Linked DNA regions of Drosophila melanogaster: region 1 is linked to region 2. Evidence: chromatin contacts called from public Hi-C data. All regions are on one chromosome and are shown on one strand. The core of a region is the stretch at or near the end of the contact, and the rest is flanking DNA. Distances in the headings are between cores, read along the strand shown.

The links. A called contact is a pair of places that touch in the nucleus more often than the background predicts.
Region 1: a Hi-C map of the Kc167 cell line shows a contact between it and region 2, with 3 times the contacts expected there. The contact joins the promoter of Fur2 here to the promoter of Dsp1 in region 2. A contact is called at or near these places in 35 of 107 Hi-C or Micro-C datasets (the Clone 8 cell line, the Kc167 cell line, the ML-DmBG3-c2 cell line and 10 more) and 1 of 6 datasets of contacts at active chromatin or transcription factors (the Kc167 cell line).

The regions. Positions count from the first base shown.
Region 1 is chrX:16,369,460-16,376,784 of dm6, reverse strand. It overlaps Fur2 (Furin 2), which reads right to left and starts at 3,699. Exons shown (of 16, transcript NM_206763.2): 1 at 3,611-3,699; 2 at 926-1,859; 3 at 756-860; 4 at 445-693; 5 at 1-132. The coding sequence starts at 1,729. nonA (no on or off transient A) reads right to left here. Exons shown (of 5, transcript NM_167505.2): 5 at 5,238-5,471. The coding sequence ends at 5,238.
Region 2 is chrX:16,332,319-16,339,120 of dm6, reverse strand. It overlaps Dsp1 (Dorsal switch protein 1), which reads right to left and starts at 5,509. Exons shown (of 7, transcript NM_206762.3): 1 at 5,358-5,509; 2 at 4,708-4,820; 3 at 2,378-2,854; 4 at 2,112-2,270; 5 at 1,872-2,035; 6 at 1,566-1,740; 7 at 1-1,496. The coding sequence starts at 4,731. The coding sequence ends at 1,314. It overlaps CG9921, which reads left to right and starts at 5,521. Exons shown (of 3, transcript NM_001272680.2): 1 at 5,521-5,746.

The DNA.
Region 1 (7,325 bases), core at 2,450-4,949, 39 kb before region 2:
GTTTTGGGCCAAATCGGGATGGTTTGTCTGAATGCCATCGTCCAGAATGGACACGACCACGCCCTTGCCGGTGTAGCCCTTTTGCCAGGCGGGACCCACATTCATGTCCAAGCCATCCTTGGCGCCGCCATTCTACAAAGCGATTTTTGTGGGAATTTACAAATTGATTATTAAACATGACATTGGCGAAGAGATAAGCAAAAAATAGGCAATCAATCAACAAAGAAATCCAAACATTTACAAATAAAGCATGTTAAATGAAAAGAAAATATTTCGAAATCAACAAAATCAACACTAACACGGTTAGTAGCAATCGATTGAACGTCTCAAAGGAAACTACGCTGATGGTATAGAGAATCGAGCTAATAGACTAATGGACTATAAAATATATATGGATTCATGAAGCATGCATTTAAATGAGAGATGATTACATACTTTACTCACCAGATACCACTGTTCCTTAAACAACGGATCCGGAAAGATGAAATGCGAGCTGACATCCCGGTACTCCATGCGCTGTGAGTGCGAGGCTAACGAAATCGATTCTGGGGAGAATGAAAGATGCGGATTCGGATCGACAACGTAGCCGCCGTGTTGGCGTAAAAGATTATACGGACTGTAGGTGGGTAAGTCCTGGTACGGGCCGTCCCTCTTTCGGCGCACCTTCTCGTGCTGTTGCTGCATCCATTTCACCTGCAAGGCAATCATGATTGAAATCTCTGCTCCAACTGGATACTTTTTTAGAGAGTACACACCTCGTTCTCTGATTTAAGGGCGCCCTGATGTTTGCGACTAGAGCGCAGCGAACGCTTCGATACATGGTGATGCTGAAACAGATAGTAGTTGTCCAGCGATCCAATCTATGAAAAATTAAGTAAATTGTATGAGCACCAATTCCATTGCAGCGTTGGACAAACATTCTCACCTGTCCTCTATTGATAAATCCATGTTTGGTAGCTATAACATCTGCCATTTGCTTGCCAGCTGGAATGTTGACGGCGAACTCATTTGTGTATATCGCCTCTTCCGGAATGCTGAAGGCGCCAAACATATCGACCCCGTCGAAGTCGAGGCTATTTGACTGCCGTTCAACAATTTCATCTTTCGCACTGGCATTTGTGTGAGTATTTTCATAGTTATAATCGTATTTGCCGCCGCTAATGGTCTCAGCTTGACCCGCTCTTTCACCTCCCAGGCCAACCAGGTCGACCTTGTGGAGCTCTCTGTCATTACGATAATCAACATCAACATTCGATGATGATGATGATGATGATGATGGGGGATTTGTTCTTCTACTGCTGTGCAGGGACGACACATCATATGTGGTCGTTGCACTATCGTTGCTGAGTATTCCGACATAATTCTGAGTCTCACCCGCACTACTCCGTAGAGCACAACTAGTATTTGGGCTTAGGATTACTAAAAATAATACAAAATATATACAGCTCTGTGCCATTCGGTTAAATGTACATAAATAGATTCTATTGAGTTTTGCCGTTGCCGTTTCTTTTGCTCTTTGTGTTACAGTCGTTCCAGGGTCATGGACTCGCATATGGAGCATCATCTTTCGCCGTCCGATCTTTCGGTACGTTGGCTCTGCGAGAGATTTGGGGCCTCCACAGCGGGAAGGTCGCTGCTTCTCCAAGCCGGACGACCATGGATCTGTGATCTGTGGCGTGGTTCCAATTCTACCGATGGTAACTCGGCTGGACCTCGTCGTATTTGACATATTTAACTAAGTTTAGCTAATGGTATTAAGGTAGTTTGATTCTCCCGAAGAGTCCTTTTGCGACGTTTCCCTTTCCTGTTGTCGTACTCATGAATCTATTTTTTTGATCTCGTATCTCACGATCTAGTATCTGCAAGAGAACACGAAAAAGCACTTCAATTGTAGATTGAATTTGTGTTGTGCGAGAGACCCAAATAAAAACCTTGGACCGGTTAAACGTGGGCTTTTTATAACCAGAGATGCCAAAATGATTCATATATCACAGATATTTATGGCCGAAACGGTTTGTGCTTACTTATTAATGAAGTGCCTATTTGCGATGATCCATTGTTCGTCGGATGACACAACAGAATCACCTGGGGGGAACTACAGGTAAGTGTTAACAATGAGTAAGCCATATATGTACATATCTCTGTACATACATATGTACGTATCTATGCACATGTGTATCCACATGTCATTTGATTCTATTGTTTTCGGTCAGAAAGTCCCCCGAAGTGTAAGATGCAGTGGGTCTGCAATAGGGGAATTATGCATTAGCCCATTCTAATCATGTTTCTAATTAACATATTCACCACTACGGAACCCGAGCTTTTAAATTGAATTAACATTATTATTTATTGAAATAGCATTATACTGAACTCAGTAGCAATTGAAAGCAAAAAAAAAAAGGTATAAACAAATAACGGGAAACCGGGGATATCACTTCATCGAACCCCGCTTGTTTATATGAAAACCCTATTAAAAATCAGAGAGTTACCGTAAACCTGCGACCAAATGAAGAAATTTAATTTTATAATCAAACCAATTAGGCATTGCCAACGCGTTTCCAATTAGAAAATAATATATGTATGTATGTATGCACACGGCGCTGCATATAAATTTATATTATCAATGTTTAAATTTGTGCACGCATCTTTAAATTTTAATGAGTACATGTGTATGTATGTATGCATGTATGCATATGTGTTAGTCAAGTGATATGTTTATCCCATATTTCGATATACATATGTACATAGGATATGCAGTTATGCATGCCCGATATTGCATAGCTAGACGCATATGCTACATGAAAAGGCTATTAAATTATGGCTATGGTATCATATCAACAGTATCATATGTACAGACAACATCTATTCCGGTCTCTGTTTTACTGTGCCATTCGTTTAAAAAAAGAAACATACATATATGGCTGTGTTTGCTTGTAAGGAAATACTTCACTTTGCCGAGCATAATCCTACAAACGTATGCATATGTACGTGTGTATACATGTTTCTGGGCAAGTTCAGCTTGTACATCTCCCATTTTCCATCTCAATCACTCTCGCTGTATTTCCCACATGCTTATTAAATCACACATCTCCACATTTAATCACACTAATTTCGCACTGTGTGCACACTATCAACAAAAAAACAACAACAACAATTAAGCCACCAAGCCAACTTTTTTTTGTATGTATACATTTGCGTCCGATAATGTTTATGTGGCTGTGTGGGTCCGTGGGGCTTTATACACATTTGCAATTTTTATGCGTAAGAGTTGCCATTTCGATGGTGCATACATACATACACCCACAGATGTATGAAATCACGTAATGCAAGCCATGCATTCGTATGCTCTTTGCGTACATACATACATCATTGTGCATCAGAAATGGCAATAGCGATTCATGTAATCCAAAGCATTATATGTACATACATATTTATGCACAAATTGGCTCAAAGCGGTCACATTTAGAAATAAATCACAGATACACTCTTTAAGCTTTATTTAGCTATTGTTAAATCAATGCAATGCTATGCAAACGCAATCGAACAGACTGAAAACTGAAACTGAGACTTGAAAAGCGAAAGAGAACGCATGCTTACCATGCGTACATACAATATAGGAACTAGCCGAAAGCCGAAAGACCAAAAAGCCGACCGAACGAACAAGCGACGCAACCTCGACTGCGCTCCAGCTTAAACTGAACTTTATTTTGAAGTTAATACATATAGCCAACGTTGGTTGTTTCTTTCTCGCTGGATTTGTGCTAACCGCATACACAAACACACGCCAAGTATTAACGTACAAACGAACATACAAACGTACGTACATACAATCGTGCAATCAAACATTCGTACATTGGCAAGTGTACGTATGTTTTTACATAAAGCACAGCTTTCGGAGCTTTCAAAACAAAATGCAAAACATAACACGCAACCGTGCTGTAACAATAAAAAAAAAGAGAAATATCAACTATTACGTACGCACGCATACACCGACGTGCATTTCGTACCACAGCCGATGATAAATACACATTTAAGACGTGTTTCGATAGGAAACTGAAACTTTCGTGCAAGCCAAGTACATACATACACACAAACCGCTGGAAGCTTGTCCATCCATCCATCCATACGTATGTTTGTACCGTACATACATACGTGCGAAGACGCTCTCTAAGCGCTGACATTCAAACAAGAGATAACATTTAGCGGTAGCGCAAGGTTTTCGTTGTTATTGGTTAGCCGAGATTAGCGTTTCCATTTTCCGCTTTTTTGTGACCCGAAAAACAAATGAATCCAGTCGCACAAAATCCCCCATAAATGTTTGGTTGCTTGTATGTATGTATTTAAGCCAAAGATTTTGGCAAATCCCAAATGTATGTACATACATATGCATCTTGAGCCCCGGTATCGCTACACAAACACGCTCGCAAATACAAACAGATGCGAAGGCAACGCGCTACTTTTTAATATCTGCTTCACCATTAAACAATTATTAGCGGTTAGGACAGGTTATGGTTGTTTCCAATGGGAAGTAATACACAAACCTTAAGCAGACGCAAATTGGAAGTGCACTGTAATAAAAAAGGCCTTGGAAGTAATATAAAAATTAAATTATTTATTTCAATTTCGCTTATCGCTGACTTATTTTATGTTGCCGGAAATACGAAAAAACGTATCAAATCGAGCGGGTTTCGGCATAAAAGAAATAGAAAAAATGAATGTTTCCAAAATAAATAAAAATAAATTTCCTGTTTTTCAGCTATATTAAATTATTAGCTTTCTATTCGATTGCTATTTATAGATTTTAATGCCAGTTAGACTTGCGTAACAATAAATAACAATAAATAAAAATAAATAAAAATAAATTGCCTGTTTTTCACCTATATTAAATTATTAGCTTTCTTTTTGATTGCTATTTATAGATTCAAGTGCCAGTTTGACTTGCGTAAAAATATGTTTTCAGATCGGTTTTGCAGTGTTGCCAGATTGGTGGTAGCATAGGTAAACAGCTGTTGAATGATACCGTTAAATAAGATACGAGTTAGATCAAATAAATTTACTAAAATAATGCGATAAAACGAAGCTATTAGAATGATTATTACGATCAAAAGAACTTTGTTTAGAACATTTGGATACAACCTTTTTTATTTGAAAGGGTTTTATGCTTATATGTTTTAATACTTTTTAAATCTTCAAAGCTTTTCATTTCAGCTCATTGCAGTTCCATATCCCCGAATTAATCATAAAACAATTAACCAATTTAAGTTGCTTATGCATTTTTTAATAATATTTGATCGAGCATTAAGCTGTGTGCGTTTCTTAAAGCTTTCACATTTCTGTACAATTTTCGTATAAAACACGTGAGATGAGAACTCTTCCAATACGAATGCCACTAAAATTATATCCGAATCCAAATCTGGTGGGCTGAAGTTTGAAGTAATCTCGTTTATAGGACCGTCAAGGCGTTTGATCTCCTGCAAACACAAACTGGATTAGTTCAAAATTCTGGTAGGGAGTATATTTCAATAATGCAGCGCGTGGTTAATAAAGTGCTGCATAATAAATAAAAAAAAAAAAAAACGGAAAATGGACAGCAAGCCCACGTTGCAGGATCTTAGTTAACCAAGCAACGTTGATCGAACAATGGTAATTTTACTTTAAGAAACACTTTATAGCTTAAAAGTGTTGGGGGTTCATTTTAACATAGATTACCTGATTAACGTTAGCGCTTTGCTGCCAGTCGATTTGGACTTCATTTGCGAGCAAAGACGCCGTTTTGCGATCTTGAAAATATTTCATCTTCGGCCAAAGCTGAAGAGTTTCATCGAAATAAGAGCTTATTAACGCCGGTTCGAACCCAAAAATCCACACGCAAAGATTTTCATCAACAAAACAAACATTTTTCGTAATTTTTTGCACACTACAAATTTGTAGATTTTCTATGTAGACAAGACTAGCCAAAAATTCTGAGGAAACCTTTTGAATCTAACACAGAAGATCAATTTTCGATTGAATACATAAAAAGAAATAATCATACTCATACGCGATTATCGTATGTTTGATTAAGATTATCGTCGAACGAAATTAATTACTACACTAAATAACCAAAGTATATTTGTATCTTAATATGCAGTGCATATTATCAGACTAAATAATATATATTATTATTATTGATTTGATAAAGGGTTTACGCCAAATCAATGAGATCTTTTAGAAAACACTCATTCCACATTGAACAAAATACAAAACGAAGAAAACCGACTACCCAGCATTTATTATTAAAAAAAAAAAAAACAACTAAAATGCCATATTGGCCACATATTTTCTCTTTTGATGGTCGAACCATTATACATAACGATAGATTAAATATTCCATTTACTTTTCGAGACGAAAACCATCCAGTTTTGTAGTTTTAAATCGTTGAATCGCAGGACTGAATCATAGAATTCATTTTTAGAAAATTGGAATAGCCTCTACCAATTTGTACTTCAAATTAAGATGAATAAAACATCATTATTTTATGCTTAAGTTTTATAAACCTCATAGATAACTTTTCATTTTCGCCCACTGATATGGCAATATTTTGCATAATTTACACGTATGATAATGAACTTGACTGGGAGTTCCACACAATATTGCCTATAAAACATACATTAAACATTCATTAATGCCGTTTTGCTGGAAGCAATAGCAATTTGATGACTTATAAACATATAGTATGTTGAAACCAGTCTGATTTTTATTAAATATATAAGATTGTTTTGAAAGATTGAAAAAAAAAGAAGAGAAGAACAATCACATATTCCCGAAGGACAAAAACGCAGAGAGACTAGACTGGGTGTAATAAAAAAAAAAACACAAGTTTACACCCAAAAGGTAATATACTTATCAAACAACAAAGCTATGTTTCAATTTGCACTAAATTGCTGACAAAAGAAATCAGTTTTGAACCCTATATCGATAACTGTGCCACATAAGAAGACATTATCCCAAAAATCGTAGTTGAAATATTATTTTCAGTTCACAATATTACACTAAGTGCAATAGAGCGATGTTCCATCTAAAGAGATTCCAATGTTATTGTATTATACATGCAATACGATGCAAGTCTTCGTACATTCATTAAATAAACCTGTAAAAGAACTTGAATATAAAAATAATTAAATTATTTTAGCTGTAATGGGGTTAAAATAAATTTAAAATTTCACAAGGGCAGGCATTACCTTTTCCCATTCGCCATGGCATTGCATTGAAATAATCATCCTTCTCAGAGAGCATTTTTCATGGAAAATCGCCAGACGTTGTTTCTTCATAACACACCGCCCACT
Region 2 (6,802 bases), core at 4,260-6,759:
TCACGAATCGCAAACTGAATTAATGTAAATGTAAGTGTAAGTTGAATGAAATGCATTTTGTTTTTTTGCGGGGGGATATTATATATGGATATATGGTACTGTGTGTGTGAGCGGCAAAAAATAAATAGATCGAGATATCACCCGCCACTGAGTTAAGTATTTTTCACATTATCACGTTTCATTGAGTTTGTTTCGTGTGTGGGAGGGAACATATAAACTCGAACGCATTAATTGTAGTTTCATTATGGTGAATCTAACTTTAATAAATGGGAAATATGTACCAATATTTATAAATGTAGTGGTAACCTTCATAGTTGCTGAGAACGAATGACATCATGATGAATTTCTTCAATTTATAAAATAGTTCTTTCTTATTACTTTAGGGAGAAACTTAGCACTGAAGCACAAATAAGGTTCGCAGACAGTTGAGTGTCATTTTAATCTAACCATACTTAATCGTATTCATCTTAACATAGAACTTATAAAAGGTTTCTTTGTGATTTATCTTCATAATTCATGGAAATTTGATTACTTATGTTAAAAAAAAAAATTATATATTATTTATATATATGCATTTACATATACATAATAGGTGATTTTCTTAGAGATTCCACTTCCAGGTAATCATCAAATTGTCACAGAAAAAAAAATAAATCAAAACAATTTATGCTTTGGTTTTTCCAATCACAGAAATCTTCTGCAGACATTTTGCCCACGGCTGGCATGAAAATCGCACGAAAAAATCCTCAAATTTCACAGAATCTCCACAAGATTTCGTTTTTTTTTTTTCGAAATGCACTAGGAACAATGGTTTCTCTTCTCTTCGATTAACTATGAAAACCTCTACTGAAAGTTCAAGAGATTTCTGTGATAGTTGGATTTTTAGTTGGACATTGATTGGTACACAAATATTTCTAATACAAAAGAGTTACACCGCTCATACGGAGATGCTAAATATGAATGCAAAAAAAAAAAGGAAAAAAGAGATTCAAAAGAGCTCTATGCGCACTGCTTAAAAAGAATACAAAAAAAAAAAAAAAAAAAGATTAACCATTCCACCATGATTTTTAACTTATTCTTTGATCAAAATACGATTGATATTAACTTTTCCAGACAAATTTCTGAACAAATTGTGACGGTGTTCTGTTACCGGAAAGCGAAACCTCTAAAGCGGGCACACCCTTATATATATAAATTTATATTCAACACACATTGGCCAACCTGATAATAGATCAACCAACGTTATCATGTTTCTTTCCTCCATCGCGACAACGATCGTGTGTATAAATAGTGAAGAGTATTTACTGCTAAACCTATTGGTTCTCGTCATCATCTCCATCGCCGTCGTCGTCGTCGTGCTGCTCTTCCAGCTGCTGGTGCTGCTGCTGGGCAGCGGCGGCAAGTAACGCGGCTTTCTGTGCCTGCGCCTGCATCGACGCCTGCATCGACGGTGCGGACATGGCTATTTTCCCGCTCGTCTTGTACTCGGTCATCTCCTATTAAAGGCAAAAGTGCACATGTCAATCGGGTCAATCCAAGCGGTCATTTATATATCTAAAACATACGCGTTCATATCGAGCCTTGTCCCGCTCGGCCATCGACTCGTACTTCTGCTTGACCTCGGGATCCACATCGGACCACTTTCGTCCCAGCTCTTTGGCGATGTCGCCCACTCCGAACTCGGGATTAAGTGCCTTCACCTTATTTCTCTCGTCATTGCAGAACCAGAAGAACGCAGACCTAAACAGCGGCAGAATAGAGCATAGTAAATCATTATTATTGATCTGATTCGCTTCATTATCTCTTGCAGTCACATTGATTTTTATGCACTATAGCGTATAATATGATAATTGACTTTGCTACGAACTCACAATGAACGTTTTGGAGCATTGGGGTCCTTGATCTGTTTCCTCTTCTTGCCGCGTCCCACAACCGCTCCCTTGGGCGGCACATAGTTCTGCATTTCCGCCTCATATCGCTGCTTGTCCTTCTCGGCCATTTCGTGGAAGCGCTTCTTCTCCTTGTCCACCATTGTCTAGACGAACGGGATAGATGGCAATCCACTTTAAAACAAGGAGTCCTTACGTCATTTGATCATTTCATTTACTTACCTTCCACCGTTCGGCGCACTTCCGCGAGAATTCGGCGAATATCACCGTCTCATCGGGATGTTTCTTTTTGTGCTCCTCTCTGCAAGTTTGTACAAAGTATGCGTAGGCGGTCATTCGGCCTCTGGGCTTGGCATCGGCCTTGACTCTGCTCATGGGGCTCTGTTGGTTTTTGGCCACGAAAACGAGAACGAGAAAGAGATCGAGAACGGAAACGGGATTAGCTGCTGACTAAGGGCTAATGTAAGCATGTGGCATATTCAACTTACCGCCGAATTGATGACATTCTGTTGCTGCTGCTGCTGTTGCATCTGTTGTTGCTGCTGGTGCTGTTGCTGCTGCTGCTGTTGTTGCTGTTGCTGTTGCTGCTGCTGGTGCTGCAGTTGCGCCGCTGTATTGGCATCGACCTGTCCCTGATTGGCGGCCGAATACCACCACTGGGAGCCGGGTACGGCTGCTGCTGCGGCTGCCTGTGCCATATTTAGACGATAATCATAGCCCGTGGTGCCGGCTGCGTTCGATGTGGCCACCACTTGGGCCATCGTCGTGGCCGGATTCGGAAAACTGCTGGCCATTTTGTATGTGAACAGCTGTTGGGTGCCCACGCCGGCTGTGGTATTGGAGCTGTTCTGGTGCGCCTGCTGCTGATTCTGCTGGACGACCACCTGGTGTTGTTGCAACTGTTGCTGTTGTACTTGTTGTTGTTGCTGAGCAGCCAATTGCTGCTGATAGTGTTGAATTGTTTGCTGATCAATAGTTGGTTGATGGATGTTCATTAGCATTATTAGTGCGATGCCAGTCGATTGGGCTACAACAATACACTACAATCATTTGGCTTGACTCTCGATGTCTGGCATCGCACTAACCACTAAGATGGTCCTTAATACTAACGAAAGTGAAAACTGTGCATTTTTTGTTTGTGAGTTATGCGGTTTAATGAGTGCCTGATGTTTTTGTTGACTACTTGCTCACAAAATGACTAAATAAATAAATACCGAATGCAGCGATTTTCTCTACATTGCGTTTACACATTGCTGATTTGTTAAAATATTTAACAGTTTTTACACTGGTAAAACTGAATTTTAGTAAGCTAAGCTAAGCTTCTTTAAATTATTTATTAAGTGTGAAAAATATTGTTGCCTAAAGCAAAAAGCTTAAATAGCATTCTAAAATCCTCCATTCATCATTAATACATGCTAAAAAAAAAAAAGTATCTGTCGGAACTGGGGCGTTATCCTTATTATTTACTTTCCATGTAAATAAATATGTAGATACTCGTTATCTACAGATACCGATAAATTGATGTCAATACCACACAATATAATACTAAATCCTGTCCAAAGTGAATTCTCTTGTTTCCCATTGAACGCGGAATTTCAATGTCAATAATCTAGCTTGTTTTGTTTACAAAGTAATAGTAATAATAGCACCAGCTGTTAACCCATAGATAAAAAGCTTTTACATGAATCGGGCAAGAAAGTGGAACTATTGTTGGAGAAAGAAGAAGCAGAGCGAGTAGCACCGGTTCCGTTTTGTGAATCGGATTGGATTGTCTTCATTTCGATTCCGATTCCAGGGCTTAAAGTGCAAAACCAGGGCGCCACAGTTACAAAACATGAATGAACCCATTCTTTTTGCCGAAAATAGCCCCATCCTGCTTGTCAATTATGAAAAAGCAAAATACACTTTCCTACAACAGCCAAAAAAAAAAATAAATAAATATTAGAGCCATTTTACGTGGGGATACATATGTATGTAACCACAGAAATATACATGTGCGCATAAATATTTGCATAGCCAAGTGTTTGCACAGCCATTCATTTGTATTTTATGCACACATGGATAAAAATAAGCCAATTTCGGATTACGCAAGCCTGTGATTTGGGTCTTTTCATATACAGGTTTTTATATGTGTATGTATTTTTTTTATGTACATCATATTTTCCTTATTTTTGCACATTGTATCTATTTACGTACATCAATAGGCATGCAAAAAAACGTGCATCGCATTTTGCCAGCATATTTCATAAGAAACGAAAAGCAATGCGGTTTACCGTTTACATCAAGGCATTCACGATTCTTGGTATAAATGTACATATTTGTATATTTATACAAACTAATAAGAAAAATGGCGGACTTGGATGCGCACGCAAAATACAATTTTGATTGTACAGCGTCGCTTTTTTGTTTGTATGCATACTTGCACATACATAGGCGTACACTTTTTGCATTTAGTAACATGCCGATTTACTTAATAACTAAAAACAAAAGCGAGACGCAATGGATGTACAAGCGCTTGCATGTACATACGTATGTAAGTATGTATGCAGCATATATATTCACAAAAAGTTTCCACTGCGGCTGAGAAAAGGCAATCAGGTGCCGAAATATCCAAATAAATAATAAATAAATAGGTGCCTGGCTTTTTTGTTAATTATACATTGTCGTTTGGCGGGAAAATGATTAAAACGCGGCAACCTATACATAAACGCGCCCATGATTGTATGTGTGTTGTGCCATGAGTGTATATAAATGTGTGTTTGTGTGTGCGTGCGTGTGTGTTTTAAATAAAACGCCGTATACCTGCACACAAGCTTACCTGTATTTGATGAAAGTGTTCCATAACTGTGAGATTTCGGATCTAGTCCGAATGTTTCAATCGTGGATTGGCTTTATACTGGGATTTCCGTTCTATATCTTTCACTTTTATTCCTAAATGGTTAAAGCATATATATTTAGTTTTAGCACAAGTACGTATGTATGTAATACGCACACCAACGCAAATTGGAGTCGAGTCTTAAGCCAGTTTTTTTGTCTGTTTTCCTTTTTTTAATACTGTTCTACGCAGTTTGTTGTACGTCGTATTGTATTGATTATTGCATGTATGTATGCATGTACGGCCACAAACGCGAATGTATGATGCACGTTACAAGGAAAAAAAGGAACACGGCACAAGCCAAAACTTCGAAATGAAATTCGAAAATTTAAGAATTTCACAATGCACGTTGTTTTTTTGTACTTCTTTTTTTTTGTCTAGGCCTTTTTCGCTTATTTGTTGTTTGATTTTATTTGTTTTTTTGGTTGGGAAAACGCGAAACGCGGGCGGCTTTGCGGATTTGTTTTGTCGTTTGTATTTAGCTTGTAAAAAATAAACAAACAGCGCTGCATACGCTGAGTTTATTGTATCGTATCGTATCGCTTGTGTTTTGTTGGTGTGGTATGGTATATATGCTATACAGTACACAGTACACAGCACACAGTATGGTATCGTATCAATGCGAATGCGGAAAATACAATATATGAGGTTGGTTCGCGCGCCGCTCGTACCAACAACGAATGAATTGAATTGAATTGCCGTCTCTGCCTTACCTTCTCACTGTGCTTCCAAATCCAAACGGGCGGATAAATGTGTATGCGTTGCGTTGCGTTGGACTGTGTGCGCAATTCTTTGCTGGTGTGCGTGTGTGCGGGAGAGCGAGAGCGCGAAGAGAGTCGTTATAGTCATTTTGTTGGTAGAATTAGTGTTGCTGAGAGAGCGCTCAGTGTCATATACATACATATGTACATACACGTGGTGGAGGGAAAAGGCCTTATAAAACTTTTTGGCCTGTTACTTTCATACAAACATACGATCACGGGTATGTACATAAACGCTGGCGTGCCAAACATACAAACTATGGAGTGTGTGGAGTGTGGGAAAAATACAGAACTGTATGTATGCATATGTACATTACACAGTTCTTAGGGCCAAAATTTATTTTAAACATACATATCTTATTTTTAACTGCCAGCTACATTCGTTAATGCGACGAATTCTACAAAACCGATATGCATCAATGCAAACACATTGATACATAGCCAAGCATATACAACTGTGCTCATGCTAATAGTAGTGCATATGACCGCCACTTTCTAAATTGATGATTTTATATGAATGCTATGTTCAATTTGTCAAGCGGTTTTTCAGAATGAATAAGTTCATATTAATTACTGAAATTATATGTTTTGTTAAAGAGCAGTGCAGGTACAAAAAGCCATTTGTAACTGCTTTGCTTGTTTTGCGACACAGAAGACGAAGCGAAAAAAAAAATTAATTAACAAAAGGGAATACGGAAAAAAACCGTTTGATGCCTTTCAGTGCTATTTCCACGAACGCAGCTGTATGTACATACGTGTGGAACACACAAACATATGTACATCGCAGCGACCCGCTACATACACATACACATTTTCATTTTGTGTGTTCCCGTCTGACTGTACTTTCAATTCGAATTCGAAAGAGAAAAAAATGTTCTCTTATGTTTTAAAACAAATTCTCCCTCAATTCTCTCTGTCATACAGAGAGAAGGAGTAATGCATGTGTGTATGTTTGTAATGTATGAGGTCACAAAAATCCAAAAAAAAAAATAAAATCTCAATTATATTGGCCATTAAAATTATTTATTAATTTTTCCATACTATACTTAAGATTTTCGCTTTAAAATTTATTTGCGGTTTTTTAAATTATTTGTTTAAATCGATTATTTATATATGTATATTTTAATATTTATTGACTTCGAAATACTTTAAAATACCAGCCCTGTTCTGGTTTCTTCGAATTAAAACAATATAAATTATTTTAAATGGTGAAATTAATTTCGTTCTAAAAAATTCAGGTATATTTATTTCTTAGGGAAATAAAGTATTATTTGCTG